5 separate regions of the Mus musculus genome follow, and all the other regions are linked to region 1. A link is a contact called in public HiChIP or PLAC-seq and promoter capture Hi-C data. All regions are on one chromosome and are shown on one strand. The core of a region is the stretch at or near the end of the contact, and the rest is flanking DNA. Distances in the headings are between cores, read along the strand shown.

Evidence for each region. Promoter capture Hi-C pulls out the DNA fragments that hold promoters and counts their contacts. HiChIP or PLAC-seq counts read pairs in DNA pulled down with a chosen protein or histone mark.
Region 2: a contact with region 1 is called in a promoter capture Hi-C map of embryonic stem cells, with 2.7 times the contacts expected there. The contact joins the promoter of Sez6 here to the promoter of Nsrp1 in region 1. A contact is called at or near these places in 2 of 39 promoter capture datasets (embryonic stem cells and pre-B cells).
Region 3: a contact with region 1 is called in an H3K4me3 HiChIP or PLAC-seq map of bone marrow-derived macrophages, with 7 times the contacts expected there. The contact joins the promoter of Mrm3 here to the promoter of Nsrp1 in region 1.
Region 4: a contact with region 1 is called in an H3K27ac HiChIP or PLAC-seq map of T-cell acute lymphoblastic leukemia, with 10 times the contacts expected there. The contact joins the enhancer-like site here to the promoter of Nsrp1 in region 1. A contact is called at or near these places in 3 of 39 promoter capture datasets (3T3-L1-derived adipocytes, hippocampal neurons and pre-B cells), 1 of 484 Hi-C or Micro-C datasets (embryonic stem cells), 3 of 115 datasets of contacts at active chromatin or transcription factors (T-cell acute lymphoblastic leukemia, embryonic limb bud and large pre-B cells) and 1 of 9 other capture datasets (macrophages).
Region 5: an H3K4me3 HiChIP or PLAC-seq map of stem cell-derived neural progenitor cells shows a contact between it and region 1, with 3 times the contacts expected there. The contact joins the enhancer-like site here to the promoter of Nsrp1 in region 1. A contact is called at or near these places in 6 of 39 promoter capture datasets (the 3T3-L1 cell line, the C10 cell line, embryonic stem cells and 3 more), 1 of 484 Hi-C or Micro-C datasets (natural killer cells), 11 of 115 datasets of contacts at active chromatin or transcription factors (bone marrow-derived macrophages, cardiomyocytes, embryonic basal ganglia and 6 more) and 1 of 9 other capture datasets (adipose tissue).

What each region holds. Positions count from the first base shown.
Region 1 is chr11:77,077,156-77,079,702 of GRCm38.p6, reverse strand. Nsrp1 (nuclear speckle regulatory protein 1) reads left to right here and starts at 1,266. Exons shown (of 7, transcript NM_001012309.2): 1 at 1,266-1,324. The coding sequence starts at 1,305. It overlaps Mir423 (microRNA 423), which reads left to right and starts at 1,531; the gene lies at 1,531-1,639.
Region 2 is chr11:77,929,575-77,932,121 of GRCm38.p6, reverse strand. It overlaps Sez6 (seizure related gene 6), which reads right to left and starts at 1,283. Exons shown (of 17, transcript NM_021286.4): 1 at 1,008-1,283. The coding sequence starts at 1,062.
Region 3 is chr11:76,242,454-76,245,000 of GRCm38.p6, reverse strand. Mrm3 (mitochondrial rRNA methyltransferase 3) reads right to left here and starts at 1,265. Exons shown (of 4, transcript NM_183263.5): 1 at 915-1,265; 2 at 478-722. The coding sequence starts at 1,228. Glod4 (glyoxalase domain containing 4) reads left to right here and starts at 1,302. Exons shown (of 9, transcript NM_026029.3): 1 at 1,302-1,446. The coding sequence starts at 1,357.
Region 4 is chr11:77,792,171-77,794,717 of GRCm38.p6, reverse strand. The region is part of intron 1 of Myo18a (myosin XVIIIA); the gene reads right to left. Among named protein-coding and RNA genes, the nearest start is that of Gm10277, 4.8 kb to the right of the region's middle. Within about 2 kb of position 1,272, at least 277 of the 459 cell types and tissues checked have an H3K27ac peak or open chromatin away from gene starts, as enhancers often do. A contact at or near this core is called in T-cell acute lymphoblastic leukemia, macrophages and pre-B cells, where this site is marked.
Region 5 is chr11:77,629,242-77,631,788 of GRCm38.p6, reverse strand. No RefSeq gene overlaps it. Among named protein-coding and RNA genes, the nearest start is that of Taok1, 23 kb to the right of the region's middle. Within about 2 kb of position 1,263, at least 137 of the 459 cell types and tissues checked have an H3K27ac peak or open chromatin away from gene starts, as enhancers often do. A contact at or near this core is called in adipose tissue, bone marrow-derived macrophages, hippocampal neurons and 4 more, where this site is marked.

The DNA.
Region 1 (2,547 bases), core at 17-2,516:
AGGCATGTACATGGATAACTGATGTCCTGGTTGGCAAGTTAAGACATGAATGTTAGGCAAGTCCTCTGCCACAGTTGAATACCTCAACTAATGAGAACAGGATAAGTGTACAAAAAAAAAAAATGCTTCTGATGAAATTGCCTAACTCTAAATCCTGATTGGTGGAGTAACTTGGCACAGATGTTTGTGGATTTTAGGCTTAAAAGCCCTATAGGATCTTAACTCAATGCCACAGTCAGCTCCTGAGTTTGGTCTGTGGACCTGATTTTTCAGTCTTGGGGTGTGATATTTAATCTCTATTAGACTGAGATTGGTGTCTGAGTGGTTTGTACGGTAATTCCCAGACACCAACACTAGTTCTAATTTTTTTGTTGTTGTTTTTGTTTTTTGAGACAGGGTTTTTCTGTGTAGCCCTGGCTATCCTGGAACTCATTTTTAGACCAGGCTGGCCTCGAACTCAGAAATCTGCCTGCCTCTGCCTCCCAAGTGCTGGGATTAAAGGCATGCGCCACCACGCCCGGCTTTTTAAAAAAAATTTTTATTTTTATTTTTTTGGTTTTTCGAGACAGGGTTTCTCTGTATAGCCCTGGCTGCCAACACTAGTTCTAAATGGTGGATGCACAGATGAAATGTAGCCAGGTTTTGTCTTTTAAAATGGGGTGGCACACTTGTGATGAGTTACTGTCATTTAGAAGGCTGAGGCAAAAGGATATTCTGGACTATAGAGCAAGATGGTCTCAAACAACTGCACTGCTAATATCAGTTCTCGGCGAGGGTGCCTGCATTTCCAGCATTCCGAAAGCTGAGGCAGCAAGATCTTGAGTTCTAGGACAGTCAGGGTTATATTATATAGAAAGGCTTTATTTAAATAAAATAATCAGTTCACATTGAGGTTCTATGGCTTTTCGGTTTTTTTAGTCACTCAGAGCCAGCTACACTGAGCAGCAAAACAAAGCAATAGATGTGTAGGGAGCCGTTTTGAAACTCATTAAATTCAGATAATTGGGGCCCACTCCGACTCGGTCCGGATTCAGCAGGCGTCGCGGTTGGACGTGACTCTAACACTATCTCCAGTGACGAGGCTCGTCCCCGGAGCGCGGTCCACGAGCCTCTCTCTGGACTAGAACTTGGTCATCGCCTCCCCGCCCTGACTTTAAGACTCTGAGCCGAGCCGCATCCTAAGCAAGACACAGCGGTAGGCTCAGCGGCTAAGCGAGTACCGGAACCGGAAGTGCGCGTATACACGTCGGCGTCAGCGTCTCGTCACGTCCGCGTCGACCAGGTCCAGCGGAGACGGGAACAAGATGGCGATCCCGGGCAGGCAGTGAGTGATGGGGAAGTTAGGGTCCGGCTGGGGAGTAAGAAGCCAGGGAGACTGAGTCTTTAGGCCGAGGCGTCTGAGGTCGCCGGAAGTGCAGGGCCACCCCCGCCCCGGTTAAAGGCGGGAGAAGGCGAGGAATTCCGAGCCACTTAGGTTCCCCACCCCCCGTCCGGTACATTTTTCCAGGTTGCAAGCCCGAAGTTTGAGAAACTTGTGAGGAAATAAAGGAAGTTAGGCTGAGGGGCAGAGAGCGAGACTTTTCTATTTTCCAAAAGCTCGGTCTGAGGCCCCTCAGTCTTGCTTCCTACCCCGCGCTTGAGTTTCTCCCGGTTGGATGCGCTCAGGGGCACCGAGAAGAGAAACTCCTGGTTGCCTTTGAGGGCCTCGTTCTCCCTGGCAGATGCTCAGGCAAGACCAGCCTCCCGCCCTCCCTCCTGGGGTTACGAGTGTGGTGCTGAGAAGCCACAGAAAAGAGTAGGCATATAGGAAACTGGTCTTCGCTGCCGGGAAAGACACAGATACGGTTTACCTGCCTGGAAATTTATTCTTGGGCGTGTAAACCTTGCAGTGCCAAGCATGTCCCGTGGCCTTTGCATTTTAAAGCCAAAACCTCGAGAAACGAAACGTATTAAATCTGGTGATGGCCAAACCCAGGCACTATTGCATGTGCCAGCAAGATTTTGCTGAAAGGACCCTGATATAGCTGTCTTGAGTGAGGCTATGCCAGTGCCTGGCAAATACAGAAGTGGATGCTCACAGTCACCTATAGGATGGACCACAGGGCCCCCAATGGAGGCGCTAGAGAAAGTACCCAAGGAGCTGAAGGGGTCTGCAACCCTATAGGTGGAACAACAATATGAACTAACCAGTACCCCACTGGAGCTCGTGTCTCTAGCTGCATATGTAGCAGAAGATAGCCTAGTCGGCCATCATTGGGAAGAGAGGCCCATTGGTTGTGCAAACTTTATATGCCCCAGTACAGGGGAACACCAGGGCCAAGAAGTGGGAGTGGGTGGGCGGGGGGGGGGGTATAGGGAACTTTTGGGATAGCATTTGAAATGTAAATAAAGAAAATATCTAGTTACAAAAAAAATGTGGTGATGGTTTTCAGAGGCGCTGAAGCAAAGCAAACGAGCCCAGTGGACGGATGGGAACTTGCCCCCATGGTGACTTGCTCGCAGACAAAAGCAATTGAGCCAAATAAGTGAATGGGGACTTGCCCGAAT
Region 2 (2,547 bases), core at 34-2,533, 850 kb before region 1:
GATTAGTAAAAGCGGAGAATGACCTAAGCATTTGAAGACTCCCGAGACCACTTGCTTCAGACCCTTCCTGCTTCCCATTCATCTTTCCTCCAAACTCCCTTGGTGCTAACTCCGAGGCCAAGCGTTTCTTGACCGAGATCAATGAAGTTAGGACTTGACTCGGCGTCCGGGGCTGGGACAAACGGTGAGTTCCGCTAACTAGTCTGCGGCTCCGAGGTCGATAGAACCCGGCAGGAAGGCAGAGCCGAAGAGAAGCAGCGCTCCGTGCATGTGCGTGTGTGCATGTGTGTGTCTGTGTGCAAGAAAAGAATTTCAGGGAGGGCAGCCAGTCCCAGGACCTCAGTTGCTGCAACCCAGAGAAGAGCGAGGGGCTGGGCAGTGGGCTCTCAGGGTCCCCGGATATGTTTCCCCAGAATTGTGTTCTAGGTTCCAATCCTGACTTGACAGCGTCAAGGCAGAGGTAGGTGAGAGATGTCCCAGTCCCGGGTCCGGCCACCACCCGACCCAGTTCCTCTGCAGTGAGGATACGAGGGACCCAGAATAAGCGGCAAAGTCGAGCGAAGTTTGGAGACCAGCGGGGTAGGCAGAACGGCGGGCTGGTAGCTGGGCTGTCCGGACTCTGCACCCGCGACCTGCCGCCCCCCCCGCAACGCGCCCGGGCGCCCCTAGACGCCTGGAGTGGAGCGAGGGAGCGCGCGGGAGAGCGCGTGTGTGCGGGGAGGGGGTGGCGTGATGAATTGCAGCAGAGAAATCCCATTAGATCCGGGGAGATGATTAAAGGCGAGGTCTCGGCCGGGCGCGAATGGCGGGAGCCGCGGCGGCTTCCCGCCCGTAGAGCCCGCGCCCCGCCCGGCTGGGTCGGCGCCGGGGACAGCGCAGCCGGCGGGACGTGGTGCTTGGGAGGAACAACAGGACGCACGGAGCAAGGCGCCGGGATGGTCTTGCTTTCCTACCCCTGGGAGTCCGCGCCCGCCCCCGTCCTGTGGCCGGACGCCCGGGTCCCTTACCGTGAGCCAGGAGCGCCAGCAGCGAGGGCAGGAGCAGCAGGGCTGCTGGGCGCATGGTGCTGCTTGCGGCCGCGCCCCGGGTCGGGGCCGCGGTAGGGGAACTGGGGACTGGGAGAGGCGTGGGCGCGGGGGGCAGAGCCGGTCCCGGGGAGAGCAGCGGGGCCGCCGCCGCCGCCGCCAGCGCCTGACAGAATCAGCACCACGGCCAGCGCCTGGCGTCGGCGCCCGGGATCGCCGCGCGGGGCTGGGGGCGGGGGCGCAGGAGGAGCGGCTTACCGTAAAGTCTCAAGCAAAGGCGCAGAAGACCCAGCGGCAAGAGAACAGGCTTTCGAGCCCTGGGGAAAGGACTGCCCTGCTAATGTGGCACACAGCCCCCGCCTTCCCGAGCTGCCCACGCCCAGCCAAGCTTGCCACCCTCTCCCGGGTTTGTAGCTTACCAAGGTGTCAGGTTCTAATCGGATTCTCCATTAAAGAGAACACCCCCTCCTCACCTCTCTCTCCACCCCACCTTGGTACCTGACAGCTACAAGGGTGATCTGGAAAGATGCACATCAGTGAGGCAGCTGGTGAGGCCCGCCTGCCCTTGTGGCAGCTCCATCCTGGGCCGATAATGAAGACGGCTTTTGAACGTACAAAGGACAATAAATTATTACTTTGCGCTCAATAAATGCCAGGGCTCCAGGCAGCTGCATCAGCAGCAAACTGTGCTCACAGAAAAGCTTAATTATCCTGATATTATAGTTAAAAGCCAGTGGCACTTGTGTCCTGGGGAGACATTCTCCACTTGGTAGGGGGCAACCTGGGTCAAGCTGTGGGGTGCTGAAGGCAGCACCCTGGGTCCCCATGTAGCCATGGGGTTCCAGACCTTGCTTCCTCTATTTCCTCTGTAGAACAAGAATAGCCACAGGAACACAGATCTTTTATGCCAATACCAGCTTCGGTCTTGGAACTGACGAAGAAAATGGGATAAGCATGAATATCAGGGGTCTTTATGACTGTTTTAGTTTTAAATTTTCATTTTTTTTTTTACCAGGACCTGGCACATGATTCCATACTTGATAGATAGGGAGGGGCTCTACCACTGAGCTACACCTTCAACCCACCAGGTGTAGCTGATTGTTTCAGATGGAGGAAAACTTGAAGAAGGGGCAGTAACCCCAGAGTAGTTGGAATAGTCAATAGCACAGAAAAATAAGATCCCATGACTTTGTGACCTGAGGAACCCCAGTAAGCCATGGGCCAATAACAGGCTAGCCATAGCTGTGCAGAACTAGAGGCTATTATTCAGACCCAAGGGACATGGTTAGGCTTGTTACTGAATTTCAGTGGACTCAACAGGACACAACCACGTGGCTGATGTTAATATCTGTAGAGGAAGAAGGAGGCCCTCAAAGGGCAGCTTAATGTTGAGTTCTTTCCATGTGAACGTGGGTCAAACCCCAACAATTTGTCCACAGCACTTCCCCCATCTCATCCTGGAAGCAAGTGACTTCTGCCCTAAGTTTCATTCCTAGGAGAGTCTTTCGGTCCTTACAGTCTT
Region 3 (2,547 bases), core at 16-2,515, 830 kb after region 1:
AACTCAGAAATCTGCCTGCCTCTGCCTTCCAAATTCTGGAATTTTAAAGGCTTGCATTACTCCTGGCTCATAAAATGTTTTTAACATTCCATAAAACAAACAAACAAACAACAACTGGGCTTTTTTTTTTTTTTTCATGCCTCCTCAGCAGGAAGGAGGTGCAAACAGGAATGTCAGGGGTCGAAGCTATCCATAGCTACATACAGAATGTGAAGCCTGCCTGAACTACAATTGTCAAAAACAAGCAAAAGCCCCACAATTAAGTATGAATGAGAAATTGGTTCAGTTGCCAGTAAAATACCATCAAAACATAGAGGCCTGAGAAGTCCTATTTCTTTTTAGACGTTAGTCAATAAAAATTTAAACTTGATTTAAATAAAATTCGTTACCTTAAGACAAGTATGAACAAGAAAGTCTAGGATACTACACTTGTATGAAATAGAAATCCCAGATATTGGCACACTGTATATCACTGACCCATTATTCCTTGTGGCGTTACTAGGTCTGACCAATCCTTGATGTCCTCAAATTTCACCTTAATGAGGCTGACGTCTTTCAGCTTGTCTACCGGCAACTCCTTGACGTACTCCAGACGGCTAAAAAAGAACGCTTTGGGCACAGCTCCAGCCTTGAGAGCATCTGCAATCAGCCTGCGACCTTCCAGTAGGATCTTCCCTTGCTTTTCCCGAAAAGGCCTGGACTTAACTATTGTCATCACACTGCTGTGGGTGCAAACAGAGAGGGGATGATTATCAACGCTCTTGGCATGGAGGGATACATGAAGTTCTAACAGACACGCACAAGCCTCAAAAGACGACATTTATTTTGCACCGTCGAAACAGTAAGAGCCAGAAGCTTCACAGTGAAGCAAGAAAAGAAACGGGAGCAGATGACAAGTCTCAAAAACATATCACCTTAGCCTCCTGTCCCCGGGAAAGGCCTTATCGTAGCGAAGCCCTGCCTCTTCCCAGGTGTGAGGGGTCTGGGATGGGGATGTCTCAAGAGGCTGTTTCTGTCGCTGTCCCTGGGAACTGGCCTTAGGGACCGCCTTGCGAGGCTGCTGGTCAGGAGCGCGCTTCCGTTCCTCCACCTGTCCCGAGGGAGACAACACTCTCACCGGGCTACGCCGCAGCGCCCGGACCCAGCGCCGAGCGTTGAGGTCCCGAGTCTGGACCACCCGCAGCAATGATCCCAGGGAGCACCACATGCCCTTCGCCGGCGCTGCCATCTTTCCCCTGGCGCGCGCTACCTCACCCGAGCGCGCGGTCGAGTGTTAGTGACGTCACCCGACGATCCTTCCCGGTTTGGTGGGCGGGGTGTCCCTCTGCCTGGAACTCGGTTTTCGTGTTGGGAGCCATGGCCACTCGTCGAGCTCTGCACTTCGTTTTCAAAGTGAAGAACCGCTTCCAGACAGTGCATTTCTTTCGAGATGTCCTGGGGATGCAGGTGCAGACCGGGACCGAGCGGGGCTAGCGCGAGACCCCGATGGGCGGCCGGGCCGCACCAGGGGAGGGAAGACGCCGTGGGCGCGCGGCCACCCCAGCCGCCAGGCCCTAGACTCCGCGTTGCCACGCCGGTGTTTTCAGCTTTTGCGAGCCCCCCTCTTTCGGGTTGGGAAGCCTTTGAAAGGGGACTCACCTACCAGCTGTGTTGTCTACGCACGTTCACCTACAGCCCTTCTCAAATATTTTTTACACTCCTGGCTTGGGGAGCCTGCTGTCTATAGTGAAGGAGCGTTGATAGGCAAAACGTTATTTTAAAAAGCCCCTTCCAGTTCACGACAGAGCGGTCTCCTGGTTTGAAAGGTTTGGGTGTGATCAGCAAATTTCGGCTTCCATCAGAGCTGCGGATTTGAAATTTAGGCTCTGGGAGGGGGACCCATGGCTTTGCGCATGCTAAACAAGCACTCCGCCATCGGATTCCGCGAACAAGCCCTGTCCGAGCAAGTTTGAACGGTCTCTTTCGTAGGTGCTCATGATCTGTGGCTCTGTTCTAAACAGCCCAGATGTAAGTATGAGGTCAGAATCAAGTCGCCTTCCTAGTACCTGGAAACAGTCTGAGAAGCTGTGATTCTAAGGGGGTCACTTAGCTGAAAGTGTAGCGGAAAGGTTTATTGAGCTCTTTGGTAAGCCAGGGAGGTAGGAGCACACCAGTGCAGAATTTATTTATTTATTTTTAACAGACTTGTAGCAGTCCAAGTCTAGCTGGGTGTAGAGATGGTACAGGAGGTAAGGACTGTAAAGGAAGTTGCACAAATCAGTCAACACAGGTTAGTCATAAAAATATCTGCTGTGTAGGGGCTGGAGACATGGCTCAACTTTTAAGAATGATTGCTCTTCTTCCAGAGGGTGTAAGATGGGTTCCAGGTGTTGGATGGCTCACAACCATCTGTAACTACAACTCCCAGGGAATCTGACCTGTGGCAGGCAGGCAGATAGACACACACACACACACACACACACACTCCTGGTGTTTGAAGGTACCATGGTAAGGTTAGGTATAGACTAAATGACTCTGGCATTTGTTCCCAATTAGAGCACATGATGT
Region 4 (2,547 bases), core at 23-2,522, 720 kb before region 1:
CATCTCACCAGCCCACAAGTGCTGTTATTACACATAGTAGGTTTATCAGAAAATACATAGGGTGGAAACACTAAAACTGAGGTTCTCCTTAAAACTTTAAGGAGAGCATGTTCCCCTGCTCCAGCTGTCCCTCGTTCCTCCTGAAGATCTTGTAAATAAATATATATGTATATACATATATATGTGCATACACCACACACACACACACACACACACACACACACACACACACACACACACGTTTAGTTGGGCATGTTGGCCCACGACTTTAGTTCCTGCACTCAGGAGGCAGAGGCAGGTTCCAGGCCGGTCTGGTCTACAGAGTGAGTTCCAGACCAGGCAGAGATACACAGTGAGTCCCTGTCTTTAAACAAATAAATAGCATTTGTGTGTGTGTGTGTGTGTGTGCTCAGTCCATCAGGCTGAGATGGCTCAGTGGGTAAAGGTACTTGCCACCACGTTGGACAATCTGAGTTTGATCCCAGAATCCACAAGACGGAGAGAAGCGAATCCACAAACTCTCATTCATGTGTGCTGTAGCATGTTCATGCTTAACACACACATACAAATAACAGTAAGTAAATGTGAAAGAGTCTATAGGGTTGCAACACGGCTCAGCAGTTAGGAACGCTGACTGCTCCTCCAGAGGACCCAGGTTCAATTCTCAGCATCCACATGGTAGTTCACAACCATCTTTAACTCCAGTTCCATGGGATCTGGTGCCCTCACACAGACATACATGCAAGTAAAATACCAATGCACATAAAATAAAAATAGTTACAAAAAGAATCTACTGACACTCTTTTCATAAATGAGTACCAACGACATGTTTGTATTACTAATTTACAGTACCTAATAAAACAAATGGAACTTGTTGTTTAGGGAAGTTTAGGGAGCCCTGTTTCAAGCACTCAGCCCTAAGGACTTGGGAGAGACCACAGAACTTCTGCTTCCTGGGTAGGGGAGCGCCAGCCACCAATCGTGACAGGTGCACCCCATCAGAGGACGGCTGAGGTTCCTCAACAGCAGCTTTAAACACAGCATTTACAGAAAACGCTTTAGCAGGGGTGTCTCCATATTTTAATGACACTAAGTGATCAAGAGATACTGAAAGGGAAGCAGCCAAACTCCTTAAAGAAGCCGAGAGATGACCTCAAGAGGGTGAGGGCTGGTAAGTGGAAACCTGTACTGTCCGAAAAGTCCACACACGGGCAGCCGTAGTGGCCAAATCGGCCTCAGACCTGACTATCACTGCACTTCCTGTTCCGCCTAGCCGCCAGCGCATGGGTGGAGCCAGGTTCAGCGCATGCGCTAGGAACTCAAGAGCCACTCCGCCCTGCAGTGTCCCCAGATTTTCCGGCAGAGGGCAGCCTTCCCCTTCTCATGGACCTGCTGGCACAGCCAAGGCTGCAGATTTCACCTCTGGTGGACCCGCCCCCAGAAAGCGTCCTGGGGAGCTGAGGCTTCAGGGGGGCTGCAGCAGCAAGATGGCCTCTCACTTTACCCAGGAGAGAGATGGCAATGGAGGTGCAAAAATGCGCTGGGCGCCTATATTTTTTTTCATTACTAACTTATCCTTTGTACCTGAAATAGCACCAACACGTAGATGTTTACTAAGTGTTTACTGATGGAAAAGTGAATGAATGAATACCTGAGTTTATAGTTCAAAGATTTAAGCCACGTCTTGAGTTTTATAGTGGCGAGCGGCCTCAGACAAGCAGTAAGTGGAGTCAGTGGGCATAGGGAGGGCAGTCACAGATCTCTGTCCCAAAGACTCAAGGATCGGCCACTCCGGCCCTCCATTCCACCAGACTGCAGTTTTACACATCCAAAGGTTTGCTCAGAACCCTGTGTACGAGCGCACCATTTTTTTCTGCTCTACAAGAACAGGTGTCTACCCCCAAAAACTAAACCGTCAGATCCTGGATACATAGAAAGACTACCTGATTGGTGGCTCCGGGGGTACCGTTTCTCTTTGGGGATTCTCAGTCCCTGGGGATTTCCTCTGGCTCTGGGGATTTCCAAACTGCCTCTGCCTTTCCAATTTTCCACAAGGCCCAAAGCCCAGGACCTGTCTTGACGGTTTCACCAGGCTCTGCCTCAAATCTCAGGGAGACTTGGGTCTGAGTCTACTAATTACACCGCATTCACTATATTCACATCCCATCCTGTCTGGCTGACATTCGAGAACAAGCACAATGAAGCACTGTGTTCTTTTCATATAAACGACCGCTTTTCTCTATTTCCACAGAAGAATAAAGGAAAACCAGCTTAAGGGCTGGCCACACTGATTTAATAAAGCCCAAGGAAGGTCTTCCAGGGTGTGAAAGCTGGCATCCTCATTCTTAAAGGCAGAGAGGCTCCTTCAGGCACTCTCAGGTTCCCCTAAACAGAGGCGGGGGGTAGGGGGGCACACAGATCCTGTATTTGAAGATCTGTGTGCTCACTTCTTGAGGACCTTCCTGGGCCTGTTTCTAGAACCCTTTGAAGTAACAACAAAGCCAGCCCAGTCCCCACAGAAGCAGGAAGAGGTTTCTGCTTTGCCTA
Region 5 (2,547 bases), core at 14-2,513, 550 kb before region 1:
AGCTGTCTACAGACACACCAGAAGAGAGGGTCAGATCTCATTAAGGATGGTCGTGGGCTACCATGTGGTTGCTGGGATTTGAACTCAGGACCTTTGGAAGAGCAGTCAGTGCTCTTAACCTCTGAGCCATCTCTCCAGCCCCAACAACTGGGGTTTTTGAGGAGAGATCCTGATTTTTTTCCCAGTCAACATTTCCTTCTTTAAATTTATTCTACTTATTATTAGCATTTTTGTGGTACAAGCACATGCCTCAGTTTGCAGGTGAAGGCCAGAGGACTTTTAGGAGTCATTTCTGTTTGTCTGCTATGGGTTCCAGGGATCCAGCTAAGGCAGTCAACTTACATGGCTCTTTACCCCTGAGCCGTCTTGCCAGCTCTGACATGAGTGGATTGTTCTACTTCTACCATCAGCATAGTTCTGTCTTAGAGACACAGGGACTTTGGACAAAGGACTGAGGGTAAAGGTATGGGGAAGAGAATTCTTTTCAAATGAAACAGGGAAAATGCTTTGGCAGGCCTGCCCTTCTTGAAGCTGCTGTGAGCATGTTGCTCATACCCGTGCAATGTCAGTAATGAAGAATTCGCTGTGCATCTGTGTCTGGGAGGGGGCAGCTCCTGCGATTATGTGAAAAGTTTAAAGATTTTTATTTATTTTTACTTCATGAGTGTATAAAAAGATGTATGCCTGCTGTCTTCGGAGGTCAGAAGAAAGAATTCAGTGTTCTGCAACTAGAGTAACAGCTGGTTGTGGGACCAGGTACTTACTCGGAACAAAACCCAGGTCCTCCGCAAAAGCAGAAAGCGTTCTTTACCTCTGAGCCATCTATCCAGACTGACTCTTTGTTGTGTTTTGTTTTGTTTTGGTGTTGTTGTTGTTTTTTGTTTTTCGAGACAGGGTTTCTCTGTGTAGCCTTGGCTGTCCTGGAACTCACTCTGTAGACCAGGCTGGCCTCGAACTCAGAAATTCGCCTGCCTCTGCCTCCTGAGTGCTGGGATTAAAGGCGTGCACCACCACGCCCGGTTTAGACTCCACTCTTGATTTCTATTTCTCCAAATTCATTCTTTAGATTTGAGCCTAGGAGAGCACTATCCTTTTACAACTCAGATGTAGAAAGGCAGGTGTCAGCCACTAAAACCACCAAGTTGTAAGAACTTTCTGAGAGGAAATGGTTCCAAGAAAAATGTGCACTTCACTACAGTACCACCTGGTGGCAGCAGACCCATCCTTTGCTGACTGCTCATGGCCGCCGGTTGAGAAAAATCTGCCTAGTCCGTGAATGGAAAAGCAGCCAAGACAGTGAAGGTGGGGAGGGGAGGTATGGTGGAGTGCGGTGAGGTGGGAGTGGGGGTGAGTGTGAGAAACCAGGTGGTGAGTGTATGTTCAGGAGCTGCGGGAGATCCTGAAACGAATGTGAGGTCTCAGCTGAGAGTCTTTCTGAGAGAAACAGGAGTTACTGACATTCAGAGCAAATCAGTTGGTGTACAGTTGCGCGAGGTGACTTAGGTCAGTTATCCCCTTACCTAGGAGGCAGAGAGGCAGAAGGATAGGGAGTTCAGGGTTAGCCTTGGATACATATGGCTTTGGAGGTCAGCTTTGACTAAACGAGAAACAGTGTCTCAAACAAACAAACAAACAGTGTTAGGAAGATGGTTCTGCTGGTACTTGCCTCCAAGCCTGATCCCTAGGACCACATGATGGAAAGAGAACCAACTCTTCCACGTTGTCATATGACCTACACACACACACACACACACACACACACACACACACACACACACACACACACACACACACTAAATAAATAAGTAAATAAGTAAATAAATGTAAAAATAGCTGATTGGTAAGTTGAGTGTGAGGAAAGCAGGCATCATCTCTTTCCTGAGATCAGAAGAAGGTATCTAGACTGGAGCTCCAGATGGTTGTGAACGACCATTTAGGTGCTGGGAACTGCTGAGCATCTCTGCAGCCCCTTTACCTCAATTTTTAAAAAAGACAAAGCAGCAAACAAAATCCTTTCCCAGTGGTGGTTACTGAAATAACTGTTTTCCTTCTTACCACTAGAGGGCAGAATATGAAAAGAAGACTTGGGCAGTGTCACTCTCCCAAACAGGCTAAATAGCCCTGGAGGAATTCTAAGTGTTAAAGAGGAGTAAGACTTGAATTTGCTAACAAATATATCTATCTGTCCAAGATATTTCTGGCTCATACATTTCCATTAACTTCTTAAAGGCTCCAGAGTAAAACCTGAGCTAATGAGAATGGCATACAAGACTCTTCCCCATTTGTCCTTGGTCTTCCCTCCTAATTTTATCCTTTTACTCTCTGCTCCGGAAGTAAGATAGTGGAAAAGCTGGGCGTTGGGGCCAGCCAATCAGAAGCCAGAGAACCATCCCACTCTGTGACAGTGTATTCATCTGTAGTTCCTATCTAGTCTATATCTTAGTAAGGCTGCGCCACCACTGCCCAGCTTTCCATAGCTTTGTTTGTTTGTTTGGTTGGTTGGTTGGTTTTTTGTTTGTTTGTTTTTGTTTTTATGAGACAGGGTTT